2 separate regions of the Nomascus leucogenys genome follow, and region 2 is linked to region 1. Evidence: chromatin contacts called from public Hi-C data. All regions are on one chromosome and are shown on one strand. Each heading gives the region's core, a stretch centred on a gene start, on an enhancer-like site or on the middle of the called end of the contact. The rest is flanking DNA. Distances are from core to core; before and after follow the strand shown. Region 1 has its middle 41 kb from the start of PSMB9. Region 2 has its middle 14 kb from the start of BRD2.

Evidence for each region. A called contact is a pair of places that touch in the nucleus more often than the background predicts.
Region 2: a Hi-C map of a lymphoblastoid cell line shows a contact between it and region 1, with 7 times the contacts expected there. The contact joins two enhancer-like sites. A contact is called at or near these places in 3 of 4 Hi-C or Micro-C datasets (a lymphoblastoid cell line and an unstated tissue).

What each region holds. Positions count from the first base shown.
Region 1 is chr22a:53,906,466-53,913,362 of Asia_NLE_v1, forward strand. No RefSeq gene overlaps it. Among named protein-coding and RNA genes, the nearest start is that of PSMB9, 41 kb to the left of the region's middle. Within about 2 kb of position 5,361, the one cell type or tissue checked has an H3K27ac peak away from gene starts, as active enhancers do. A contact at or near this core is called in a lymphoblastoid cell line, where this site is marked.
Region 2 is chr22a:54,001,965-54,009,363 of Asia_NLE_v1, forward strand. No RefSeq gene overlaps it. Among named protein-coding and RNA genes, the nearest start is that of BRD2, 14 kb to the left of the region's middle. Within about 2 kb of position 5,022, the one cell type or tissue checked has an H3K27ac peak away from gene starts, as active enhancers do. A contact at or near this core is called in a lymphoblastoid cell line, where this site is marked.

The DNA of each region.
Region 1 (6,897 bases), core at 4,111-6,610:
CAAATTGCCTTTGTTACTTCTGTCCCTATGCAAATGATTTCTTATACATCTTTTTCCTTATTTCTTATGATCCAGTTTTTGAAATATTTTTCTACAAATAAGTAATGCATGTGATGCATATGTACAAGAATTTTAAACATCCATTTTTTCCCACCAGTCACATGAAGGAATGGAACATTACCCTTAACATTAAAGTTTCCTGTATTTGTCTTCCCTTAGAATCTCCCTTCCTCTCTGCAAAATGCAATTATTATTCCAAATTTGGAGTTGATCATTATCTTGCTTTTCATCATAGTAAATATTGTCTGTCTCTGACAACAAATTAACATCATAATTAATATCACAATGTAATTTTCTGTTACTTGTTTTCTTCATTCAACAATATGATTTTAAGAATTATGCAAGCTTATTATTGTATCTGTATTCCACTGATCTTGATGTTGCATAGAATTCCACATTATGATTCTACCAAAATTTGTGTATCAGTTTACCTGCAAATGGACACTGGGTTGTTTCCAGCTTTTTGCAATTACAAAGAATGCTCTCGTGACTTTTCCTGCACATTGCTCTTGGTGCCTTATTCAATAATTTCCCTAAGGTGCATATATATTTAAAGAGCTGCTATGCTTTAGGATATTCTCAGCTTCAACTCTACAAAATGCCAATTTTTTTCCAAGTAGATTATTTCAGTTTGAAGTCCACCATCAGAGTATGAGTTCCCCTCACCCTACATCCTCATCGATTTTTGATAATGTTAGACTTTTCAATGTTTGTCTATTTAGTGATTTTAAAATGTTATTTCAAGGACTGTTCTAATTCACAATTCTCTGATAACTATTGTGAGCTTAACTTTTGTGTATTTATTGGTCTTTTATATATCCCTTTTTGTGAACTGCCCTTTCACATCTTTTGATCATTTTCCTATGGGGCTATTCTTAGATGTTCTGGATATTGATCCTATGTAAATTATGTGTGACATAAATAAGTTTACTTTGCGGCTTTTTTTTTCCTTTAGAGTGTATTTTGATTAAAGTTTCTAATTTTAATGTGGTCAAATTTATTCATCTTTTCTTAACATTTTTGTTTTTAAAATGCGTATGTGTGGCTTTTTAATAAATATTTTTCTACCTTGAAGTCATACAAATATTTCTTTCACATTTTCATTTAAAAGTTTTACAGTTTTGCCTTCAATACGTCGGTCCTTAGGTCCTTAGTTCATCTGGAATTTATTATGATGTATATATATCCACTAATCCAGTGTCATAAATTCAAACTTATTGAATTATACATCCTTTACCCACTGGTCTTTAATGACCATTCTTCACATACAAGGGGTCCTGACGCTCTTTCCATTCTATTCTGTTGGCCCAGTTGTCTACTCCCTCTCTCACCAATAATATCATATGGTCTTAAATCCAGTGTTGTATATAATATCTTCTCATGTAGTCAGGAAATTCCCCAACTTCCTCTTTATTTTCAATGGTATTTTGGTTCTTCTTGAACTTGTGTTCCTTCGTTTCATTTTAATATCATTGTGTCCAATTCTATAAAACATTTTGTTGAAATTTTTCTAGAAATAGCATGAAACTATAGATCACATTGGGGAAAACTGGCATTTTAATGATATTGATGCTTCCTAACCATGAATATATCTCTCCATCTGTGCAGTACTTCCTCAACTTCTTTTAATGATTTTAATTTTCCCCACTAAGATCTTGCATGCCTTTCCTTTTTGAGAATTTATTCCTGATTACAGTGGACCCTTCAACAATACGAGGGTTAGCAGTGCTGACCACCTGTGCAGTCAAAAATCTGCACATAATTTTTGACTCCTCCAAAACTTTACTAATAGCCTACTGTTGATCAGAAGTCTTGCCAATAACATAGTTATTTAACCTATATTTTATATTTTTATGTGTTATATACTGTACTCTTACAGTAAAGTAAGTTAGAGAAAAGAAAATGTTGGCCAGGTGCGGTGGCCCATGGCTGTAATTCCAGCACTCTGGGAGGCTGAGGCAGGAGAACTACTTGAGACAAGGAGTTCGAGACCCGCCTCAGCAACATAGCGAGACCCCATCTCTACAAAAAATTAAAAATTTAGCCAGGTAGGGTGGCGTGCACCTGTAGTCCCAGCTACTTGGGAGGCTGAGGTGGAGAATCGCTTGAGCCCAGGAGGTTGAAGCTACAGTGAGCCATGATCACACTGCACTCCAGCCTGGGCAACAGAGCAAGACCTTGTCTCAGAAAAGCAAAGAAAATGTTATTTAAAAAATCATAAAGAAGAGAAAATATATTTACTATCCATTAAGTAGAAGTGGAGCATCATAAAGGTCTTCATCCTCATGTCTTCATGGTGAATATGCTAAGGAGGAGGAAGGGGAGGAGGGGTTGGTCTCGCTGTCTCAAGGGTGGCAGAGGCAGAAGAAAATCATATATAAGTAGACTTGCACAGTTCAAGCCCATGTTGTTCAAAGGTCAACTGTATATTTTATTAACCAGTTAATCACATTTCTACTTTTTTGTTTTTATAGAAAATGCAAAAGATTTGTTTATATATTTAGCCAATCGCTGTGCCAAACTCTTGATTATGTTTTAGATTATTTTTCTCTGTAGACAATTGTATCATCTATGAATAATGAAAAGTTTGCTTTATTTCATTCCTATCCTTCCAACTTTTTTTTTGGTCTGTTGTTAAAAGCCTCCCTATCCCATGCCTAAGTAATAAGTAATCTCAATATTATATTCCATCTCATATAATAAAATTTGACTTCCTAAAAGGGCTTGCTTCTTTTTAATTCAATGTCAAGGCTGGAATGTCAGTTCTTAGCCTTGAAACCCTGGTGAAAAAATTCTCAGCAAAGTAAGAAGGAAAAAAATGTTCTCCCCTGCTCCTGAAGCTGGGGAGAACAATAAATGAAAACTGTTGTCATAAATGGTTATTTCTAACAATTTTTCAAACCCCTAGACTTCAAATATTTTGGACAGGACCTGACAAAATGACCCTTATCTGTAAAACACCTGTACTTTTGACCACTCATCTTTCTTAATAATTTAGTTCTCTGGTGATAAATGTTTGAGCTTAAAATCTCTATCTTCAGAGGATAACGTGATTTGTGAATTTTCTGTCAAATCAGAAAAGAATTACTGGCATTGCCCTCTTCCCACACATGCATAGGATAAAATAGCTCTACTGGACTTTTTATTAATCAAAGAGCCCGAGAGACAGCTGAATGGCTGAACCAAGCAGAGAGTGGAGACTTGGGGAGGGTAATTCCTTGCTGGGCCTTAAAAGGAGTCCACAAGATGGAAAAAAAACGAAAAAGCCAAATAAGATGAACCTCTATTTAGGCCCCAATGAGAGCCTGCTTGACTCTGATCTTTTGTTAGCTGGCTCAAAATTTTGTTCTTAAAGAATTATTTTTACTCAAAATCAAGAACTGTTAGAAAATAAGAAAAATTATGGAGTTTTGTTGATTTCCACCTCTCTACATATATATATATGAAATATATATCTCCTCCTGACACACATGCACACACGCAAAAACATATTTAACTGAAACAAAGGTTTCATGAAACTATAGTTAGTCTCATTACCTGTGATGCAGGCAAGTATTTTCAATTCTATTTTATTCTATTTCATTTTACTTGGAAAAAAAAAAGTCTTTTGGTCTCAACATAAATGGGTTCTGACCTGCAGTTTCAAGCCAATACGTTACAGTAAGAGTAAATGTAGGGTTTCTCCCAGTTTTATCTGGCAGTCCCAAAGTCAGGATGAGAGTAACCGATGGAGCATCATCTGTACGCTCCACGTCTGAGGAGGAGGTCTGGGAAAAGATCCAACGTGTAGGACGGGCGCTGAGGCTGCGGCCTGTAATCCCAGCACTTTAGGAGGCCGGAGGCGGGAGGATAACTTGAGGTCAACAGTTCAAGACAAGCCTGGCAAACATGGTGAAACCCCGTCTCTACTAAAAATATAGAAATTATCCAGGCGTGGTGGTGCGCACCTGTAGATCCAGCTCCTCGGGAGGCTGAGGCACGAAAATCGCTTGAACGCGGGAGGCGGAGGTTGCAGTGAGACGAGATAACACCACTGCACTCCAGCCTGGGCGACAGAGCGAGACCCTGTCTCAAAATAATAATAATAATCCAATGTATCCCTAGTCTGGCTTTCAGGGTCTTAGATGAGGTTCGGAAGTGGACTTAGGGGACTTAGGAGCCTTAGGAGCGCATCCAGTGCTGTGGATTCCCACATCCACGGGACCTGCGGTTTCGGGTTATTCCATTCAGGGATAGATGACGTCCCTCATTTCTACCTACCAGTGGGCTGGTCAAGATTCTCATTTATCAAGTCAGTTGGAGTGGGCTTAAGTAAGTTCTCAGCCAAGGCTGTGGGGTCTGGAGGACCAGATATCTCGACCAAACCCCCCCCCCCCCCCACACGCCTGCCGCAGAGGTGCACGGATGGGAGTGGGGAACTGAGGCAAGAAGCAGATGGGGCGGCACCGAGAGAAGAGAAACTATCCTAGAGGAAAAGCTCGAGCTGTTACCCCTCCCAACTTCTTCCGCCTCCCCCCTTCCCCCTCTTTCCCCTCCTGTCCCTCTCCAGCTTTTCTGGTACAACCCTCTTCTGCGCCTAACACTGGCACTCCTTTTCTTCCGGCTGATGAATAATTGTTCGCATAGCAGCCTTCCTGGGGCACTGAGGGGCGGGAAGGTTAGAAGGAGCCAGGGCTAGAGTCCCGGAAGGTGGCAGTCAGGTCGCAGGGCCACAGCAGTCACTCTGGGACTCTCTCTTCCGGGTGTTTCTCCAGCGCCAAGCGGGAGAAGACGGAGCCTGGGAGTGGGACTGGAGGAGCGGGAAGTGCAGTATCGGGACCACGGCCCTGGGACCAGGAACAACGCAGACTCTCCAGAGCCAATTTCTACTTCAGCCAGCGCAAGGGCGCGACAACCTGGCGCCGAGCATCTCAGGCCGCCGCGGGGACCCCCCTACGGGACTCAGGAGCACTTGCCTACCCTAGAAGAGGCGGAGAATAACCCCACACAGAGTTAAGCAGGCTCGGCCTACGGCGTTCCTCCCGCCTCCACGGCGCCGAGCCCTGATTGACGTTCAGCCAGGCCAATCATAGCCTCAGCGTCTGAGGCTCGCGGAGCTGGAGCGCCCAGGGCACGTCCGCGGATCCCGTGGATGCAATCTCAGGCGCCGCGGCCCGGGCGGCAGTACGCCTGAGGGGGTCGTCCGTGTGCGCGCCTCCCGCCGCCGGCACTGAAAGGTCTGCACCTGAGCCTGGATACTTGAACAGAGGCAGACACTGCGGCTCAAAACTCCAAGGGTAGGTGCCTATTGTGCAGAGTCCGGGAACGCCTGCCTGGAAGAAGAGTTCCGGCGGCTCCCCGAACTTGGAGAAAGCGCTTGGATGCAGTTGCAGGGTGAGATTTGGGATGGTGATTGTGTTTTCCAGCAGGCGCTCAGGCGGGGTGGTGAAGGAGGGATACAGACCTCTAAAGATTCCTCTCTTGTTGGGGTGAGATGGGGGACAGCAGTGAGAGTAGTTCTCATCCCTGAGCCTCCTCCGGGCCGGCCCGTGGAGGAGAGAGAAGGGGAGGGAGAAGGGTCTGCCCAGGCCTTCAGACACTTTACTTTGTGGGAGATGTACGTACTCTGAGTGTCCCTGCTCTGGAGGGATTGTTAAAGAATCCACGTTCTTGAGGAGTGTCTCAGGAGAACACTCCAGGTGATATCCTTATTCTTCCTATTTTCACCGTGTTTTTTTTGGATATAACTTGTTCCCTTTAACCCGAGGTGGCCTTGGTGTCTGGCAGCTGTTTTCTCTGCCAGGCACCACCCTCCGGGCCTCACGTCTTCACCCCTCAAGTCCGCCGCCTCTGAGCTGCTACTTAGATCTGGTCTGTTTCTACCTCTGCTGGACCAGAAGTTTGCATTAACGCCCCCACCCCATCCTGCAAGACCAGCGCTTCCAACCAAGGGCTCTCTCCTCTGAACCTAGAACCTGCTTGGAAATCTGAGTATTTCTTCTATGCCCAGGTGGAGATTGATGTTTGGGTTTCACATCTCCCAACTCTGTTGGGTACTATGTCGTTTCTCATCTTGGTTATATATGCCTCCATTTAGTGGACCTTATCTCCAGAATTTCTCTTAACCCTCCCTGTGTACTCCCCGGCAATCCTCTTTCTTTTTTTTCTCCAAATCCCCCTCCCCCGACCAGAAATGACTTTACCCCTGTGCCACTTCTTCTGGCATGGAGCATAAGGAGCCCTACCACACCCAGTGCCAGAGGTGGAAGAGAAATGAGGTTTGAAATGTGGGGAACCAGAAGCCAATCTGTGGGAAATTCTTTCACTCCTCAGACGTGTGAAGATGTGTTGGAGACTCTCATAAATATGTATTCAGTAATTCAGCATATACAATGATGACCATATATTCTTTTTTATGGGAATCAACAATTCAGAATGATCAAAAATCCCTGTGTGTAGAGGACATGAATCTATAGGAATATCGCACATAGTGAGCACAACTGTGAGTGAAATCCCATGTTTCATGCATCCCAACAGTCCCAAAGGGAGCCTCCAAATGTGTACAGGATTCAGACTCCATGTAACCTGCATCTGTCTATGCACTAGCTATGTGAGCTGTTACCTCAGTCTTGATGAGGTTACTCAGGAAGTCTGGGATCTTGATTTTTGCCAGTCACTGATCACCTGGCTACAGGAAAGGAGACGTAAATCCAGAACTTATATTTATGAACACCAGGTCTGTGGGCACTAGACCTCAGAAGTAGGTGGCTGTTGGTTGGTCCCTTCTGGAGTGAGGCAGAGATACCTATGCCATATGCAACATAAAAGGTTGCCTGAGCCCCTCAGCCTGAGGTAGAG
Region 2 (7,399 bases), core at 3,772-6,271, 95 kb after region 1:
GGAAGGTGAGAGTCGGTCTTATTTACTCAGTCACACATTCATTGAGTTCTCTTGATTGCCTTTTCCTCAAACTGTTAGGCCCATAGACCTGGACATTGCCAAGCCAGAGGGTATAAGGTGAAGATAAGACAAGGTCTTATCATGGAGTTTGCTTAGCACAAATAGAGTGCAATTATTAACCATCATGGTGTGGTGATTATACTGATTGAATCCAAGATATAGGCATGACTTGGTCTTCACAGACTATCCTTATTGTGCACCCATATGTGGACCCCAGTTCCAGCCTGCCTGGAACCTTTCCCAAAGTCCTGCTCTTAGGTTCACTCGTGACTACCTTGATTGGAAGGCCCTGCTTCCATGAGTGACCAGCATGAAGGACTCCCAGGACAAGGACCAGAGCTGACTGGTGTTACTCTGGGGCTTAGTGCAAGACTGGAGGAAGATTTTCCTGAGCAATTAGAGAGTGGCTGTAATGGAGAGCTGGGAAGGAGATGTGGGAATGGTAGCATGGAACTAATGTGTTGTCACCATGATTTCATTTTTTCCTGGGTCATCACCCTAAAGATAGTTGCAAAATCCCACTAGCTGGTCTCCAGCACTGAATGAGATGACAGCTTCTTGCTCTCAATTTATATTCTAGGATCGGGGAAAGGGGCAGCATTAGACAACTAGTCACACGATTTTTAACAAAAGTAATTCTAACAGGACAATGTGCAGAGGTCTAGCAAGAATTTAGAAAAGAGGGTTCTCTGGTCTAATCTGAGAACTATTCAGATATCTCAGAAGGATGAGTTCCTTCCTGTTTGTAAGGGGTGGATGGGTGGGAGCAGGGAGTAGTGAACATTGCCAGCAGAAGAAACAGCAACTGAGAAGGTAACTAGGTGATGCTGAAGCAGCAAGGATGAAGGTGAGTGCTTCCAGATAAGGCCAGAAAGTAGGGAAGCTAAATCAAGGACAGCATTTCACCTACGATAAGGACTTGAATTTACATCTCAAAGACTAATAGCTAACATTTATTTAGCACTTACTGTGCTAAATAAAAACTTACCCTGTAAACTCATTTGGTCCTCACTATAATCCTGTGAGGTACATCTTGTCTGCATTTAACAGATGAAGAAATGAGGCACAGAGAGATTAGTCAATTTGCCCAACATCACCACGTTGTCAGTGAGCGTTGGAGGTGGGTTTTGAAACTAGGTGATCTGGCTTCAAGGTCCACATTTATAACTACTGCACTAGACTTCCAGTGCTGTGGGCCAGTAGGGAGCTAGGAGATAGACATGCTTTAAGGAAATTGCACTAGGGATAATCATGTTAGGGTTGGTGGGGTGTTGAGAGTGGATAGTTTAGAAAGCAATTGTGGCAGTTAATCCCAGCCAGTGAGAATAGTGGTGTAGAAGAGAGAGGCAGCAATGTAGATGAAGAAATGTAGATAGATTTGAGAGCTATGTAGGAGATAAAATAGATGGGACTTATTCTCAAAAGGTTCTTGTCTCCACACATTAAAGGAACAGCAGAGCACACGCGCACTTGCAGACATACAGCTCTCAGAGTCCCTAGCACAGAGCTTTCCAATAGTGGAAGCTTGATATTTTGTTGAGTAAAGGAGTGAGACCTGGCTGACTGGCAGATTTGAATGGAGCTCCCTCCAGCGAGGCTTGCCGAAGGGGCAGGGGTTCTGAGGCTCTTGTAGACTGCCACTGAGGGTATTTGGCGCCACCTGTTGGGCATGTTACCCACGATTGCCTCCTGAATCTATTGTCATTTTTGTGTCCTGCCCCCGATGTTAGGTGGTTCTTCCCTTCTTACTTTCCTATACTTAGGAAATGTGAGCCTTCATTTTTATGACCCAGAGGGTCACAAAAGAAGGAGATTAGGCCTTTTTAGTCCTTATCTCCCTTTACCTCTGAAGCATCCCGTGCAGCTTCCCTAGCATTTTATTTTATATTTATTTATTTATTTATTTTTAAGAAAGAGGATTTCTGTCACCCAGGCTGGAGTGCAGTGGTGTGATCATAGCTCACTGTAGCTTCGATCTTCCAGGCTCAAGTAATGCTCTTGCCTCAGCCTCCTGAGTAGCTGGGATTACAGGCATGAGCCACCGCACCCTGCATCTCCTGGCTTCTTTTACTTGACACCACTTGTTCCTAGTTCTCATACTTTTCAGACAGCCATTTCTTAGTCTGCTTCTTTAAAGTCTCTGCCTCTGCCTCCCATAATATATTGTCCCTTATGACACCTTCCTTTGTCCTCTTTTTATTTGCACAGTATTTTTAAGCAAGTTTACCCATTCCTCTGGAGGCAACTCCCACCCATAAAATCTGTGTCTCTGTTTAGACCTTGTATTAGTCCATTCTCACACTGCTATGAGGAAATACCTGAGACTAGGTGATTTATAAAGGAAAGAGGTTTAATTGACTCACAGTTCTGCATGGCTGGGGAGGCCTCAGGAAACTTACAATCATGGCAGAAGACACCACTTCACAGGGTGGCAGGAGAATGAGTGCCAAAGTGAAGTGGGGAAGCCCCTTATAAAACCATCAGATCTCGTGAGAACTCACTATCACGAGAACAGCATGGGGGAAACTGCCCCCATATCAAACCTTGAGCCAAAGTTCCAAGTGCCTAATGCAATGCCTAATGACAAGGTCCCATAAGCTCGTGCACACAACATTTTTAGAAAAGATTCTACCTTTTTCCCCAAACATGTCCCTCGCAGTGAGTTCTCTAAGTCAGCAGTCCCCAGCCTTTTTGGCACCAAGGACTGGTTTTGTGGAAGACAACTTTTCTATGGACGGAGGCAGGGAGAATAGTTTCCAGATCAAACTGTTCCACTTCAGATCACCAGGCATTATATTCTGAAAAAGGAGTGTGCAACCTTCCCTCGCATGCTCAGTTCACCATAGGGTTTGCACTCCTGTGAGAATCTAATGCCGCTGCTGATCTGACAAGACGCAGAGCTTGCTCGCTGCTCACCTCCTGCTGTGCACCCCAGTTCCTATCAGGCCACGGACTGGTGGTGGTCAGTGGTCCAGAGGTTGGGGGACCCCTGCTATAAGGAACAAGCACTTATATAGAGCTTACTATGTATCAGACATTTATGAGCACTTTTGCAATTTAGTCTTCATAATAATCCCAAGAGGTAGGTACTAATCACCATTTTATACATGAGGAAACAGACATTTAGTAACAGTTCTATAGCTGCCTAGTTTCTTCCCCTTATTCTCCCCCAACTCCCTGTTCAGCCATTGAGGTCTGTTGAGCCTTCCTCTGTCCCTTCTCTCAGTGCCCCTCATCAGCCTGGACTCTCACACAACTCTGTCACTAGTCCATGTCTTTCAGCTATACTGTGTTTTTTCAGGGCCCATCACTCACCTCCCCCTTCATGCCCTGCCCTATCCCCACCACACCAGTGAAGACCTCCCTTCCTAGGTTATCAGGCCTGTCACTTGCAGTGAGGCCTCACCTCAACTAAGGAGGTCAATAAAGAATAGCCTGTCATGTGAGTAAGAGGAACTCATCATCCTTGCCAAGCTTTCCAACCAACCCCAAACTTCAAGTATTTTTGTGTCCTTGTACAGTAAGTGAATATTTCTACATAATAAAGTATTTCTTACATCTCTTTACCAAATGAGAACATTGCTCATTTTGTCAGACAAGCTAATGTTTGATTTGAGGTTGAAGGAGAAAAGGGATTTATTCTCCAGCGATAAGCATTTTTGCTGGTGTTTGACAAACGAAAAAAGAGCAGTTCTTCTATTAGCTGCCACTGCCAGACCTCATGGAGTCAGTTGCTATTCTAATTGCTGAGGCTATGAGAAGGTAACACTGGTTAATTGATGAATGCTTCCCCCTCTTCTGCCCCTGCAGAAGATGTATTGGAACTGGCTTCTCTATGAAGGCAGGTTGTAGAGACAATGACAGTTCTTCCAAGAAAGACAGTTATTACATTGTCCTCCTGCATGGTTTTGTTTCTCACCCAGAGTTCCTGCAAAAAAAAAAAAAAAAAAAAAAAAAGACTTTTTGCAGTTTCATCTATCCATTTTCTCCTCTCTCTCAAAAATAATTTTTGTTTTTAAGACAGAGTCTTGCTCTGTAGCCCAGGCTTGAGTACAGTGGCACAATCTTGGCTCACTGCAACCTCTGCCTCCCAGGTTCAAGCAGTTCTCGTGCCTCCTCCTCCCAAGTAGCTGGGGACTACAGCTGTGCACCACCACACCCAGATAATTTTTGTATTTTTAGTAGAGATGGGGTTTCCCCATGTTGGCCAGTCTGGTCTCGAACTTCTGATCTCAAGTGGTCTGATCCACCCGCCACTGCCTCCCCAAATGCTGGGATTACAGGCATGAGCCACAATGCCCCACCCAAAAATAATTGTTTTAAAGCAGTTCTCAAGGTTTTCTAAGTTTACTCATATTCTTTTAACTCTTAAGTAACCCCAGGTAAGTGGAAGCTGAAAAGTTACAAAATGATAGTTACAAGGGCCAAGCAGTCCTGCATCCCTGTCAGAGTGAAACTTCATTCTCTCTGATGCAAAATAAAATGATGCTTGTTCTTCCAGATCCGTGGTTACTGTGACATATTGTTCTGTATTCTTGATTTAAGAAAGCACTAGCACTGCCCAATCTCTGTGCCCTTTGATTGCTGTGTCAAGCTTCAGGTTGCACACCCTGCCTTCTGTAAGGAACTTTCCTTACTTGGCCCCGAATTCCCTGATGTCTGGTCTGTGACCTGATGCTGAAACTGGCTATGACACTGTGCTTAGACTTCCCCTTAAAATTCTGCATTCTGTTCTGGACCTGTTTCCAACCACAATGACACAACCCACTGATTTACTGTTCTTAAATCCATCTCTGCTATTCAGGCTGATTCCCAGTGATCTCATGTCCTTCTGTCACTGCCTTTGGTCTTGCAAATAGACCCTACAGAGCCCCACAACTATTTAACCAATCATTTGGCCAGGGAGTAATGCAAGAGACAAAAATTGAGGGAAGGAGAGAATGATGAGCAACTGAGGGAGCAGCTTGGGGTTGAAAGTCTACCTCAGAAAGCAGTTCTGTGATTGGGGGGAAGGTGGCTGATGTTACTGCAGGGGGTATCAAAAGCATCTGTCCTGAACTTCAGAGTCAGGTAGAAAACAAAACAGAAAGAACCTTCTTTTCCTCTGAGTCTGGGGAAACTGAGAGAGAAGGAGAAAGCCAAGGAAAGGGAACTGACACTTACTGAGCTGCTGCTATCTGCCAGGTGTATATTGATGGGCACTTTTCATAGTTATCTTTTTTGGTCCACGTGACATTCCTACCACATATATATTATTATTTTTATTTTAGAGAGGAGGAAACTCTAAGTTAACGTGCATAAGATCACAGAGCTAGTGAGACAAGATGAGGCTAATTTCAAGGTTTATATCTTTACATACCAAACATTTCTAGTTATATTCTAGATATAAGCAAACAATGAATTCAGAAGTAAAACTTAGCAAAAACTTCCAGATATTGTTAACTCCACCAACCTGAGCTAAAGAATGAGGCTAGAGATGAACACACACACACATGCATGCATACACATACACACAGTCACACATACACCACAATCTTTTTAGAACTTTATTTATTTATTTATTTATTTATTTAGAGACAGAGTCTCGCTCTGTCTCCTAGGCTGGAGTGCAGTGGCACGATCTCGGCTCACTGCAACCTCTACCTCCTGGGTTCAAGCAATTCTCCTGCCTCAGCCTCCTAAGTAGCTGGGATTACAGGCACCTGCCACCATGCTGGGCTAATTTTTGTATTTTTAGTACAGACGGGTTTTCGCCATGTTGGCCAGGCTGGTCTCGAACTCCTGGCCTCAAGCGATCCGCCTACCTCGGCCTCCCAAAGTGCTGGGATTACAGGCATGAGCCACTAGGCCTAGCCTAGCATTTTATTTTTATTATTTTTATTTCAATAGCTTTAGAAGTACAGGTGGCTTTTGTTTACATGGATGAGTTGTATAGTGGTGAAGTCTGGGCTTTTAGTGTACCCATTACCCAACAGTGTATATTGTACTCAGTAAATAATTTTTCATCCCTCACCCCACACCCCACTCCCCACTTCTGAGTCTCCAATGTCCGTTATACTACTCTGTATGGCTTTGCATACCCATAGCTTAGCTCCTACTTACAAGTGAGTGTTAAATTAGGTTTAGCCTAAATCTGCTTCCTTACATGTTTTAAGTTCAGCCTAAAGGTTTCTCCATACGTAGTAAACTGAAACCTAACTGGATGCGTAATCAGACTGAAACCTACTCTAGTGCCAATCACTGAGTTTTGGCCAATCAAAGGTGATCAACTGTTCAAACTGTGTTCGAATAAGGCAAATGCCAAGCTGTAACCAATCCGGCTGTTTCTGCACCTCACTTCTGTTTTCTGTACGTCACTTTACTTTTTCTGTTCATAAATATTCCACCACTTGGCTGTTCTGGAGTCTCTCAGCCTACTCTGGCTCAGAAGGCTCCCCAATTCACAAATTGTTCTTTGCTCAATTAAACTGTTGAATTTCATTTGTCTAAGGTTTTTTTTCTTTAGCAATGAGAAGAACACGTAGTACTTGGTTTTCTGTTCCTGAGTTACTTCACTTAGGAAAATGGTCCAGTTCCATCCAAGTTGCTGGAAAATATATTATTTCATTCTTTTTTATGGATGAGTACGATTTCATGGTATATACACATCACATTTTCTTATCCACTCATCAGTTTATGGGCACTTAGGTTGATGCCATACCTCTGCAATTGCGAATTCTGTTTCTTTTTGATGTAATGACTTCTTTTCTTTTGGGTAGATACCCAGGAGTGGGATTGCTGGATCAAATGGTAGATCTACTTTTAGTTCTTTGAGAAATCTCCATAGCGTTTTCCACAGAGGTTGTACTAATTTACCTTCCCACCAGCAATGTATAAGCTATCCCTTTTCACTGCATCCTTGCCAACATCTGTTGCTTTTTGACTTTTTAATATCAATGATACTCGCTGGGATAAGGTAGTATCTCATTTTAATTTGCATTTCCAGGCTGGGCATGGTGGCTCATGCCTGTAATCCCAGCACTTTGGGAGGCTGAGGTGGGAGTTCGAGACCAGCCTGACCAACATGGAGAAACCCCATCTCTACTAAAAATACAAAATTAGCTGGGCGTGGTGGTGCATGCCTGTAATCCCAGCTACTCGGGAGGCTGAGGCAGGAGAACCGCCTGAACCCAGGAGGCGGAGTTTGCAGTGAGCCAAGATTGCAGCATTGCACTCCAGCCTGGGCAACAAGAGTGAAACTCCGTCTCAAAAAAAAAAAAAACAAAATTGCATTTCCCTGATGATGGTGATGTTGAACATTTTTACATATGTTTCTAGACATTTGTATATCTTCTTTTGA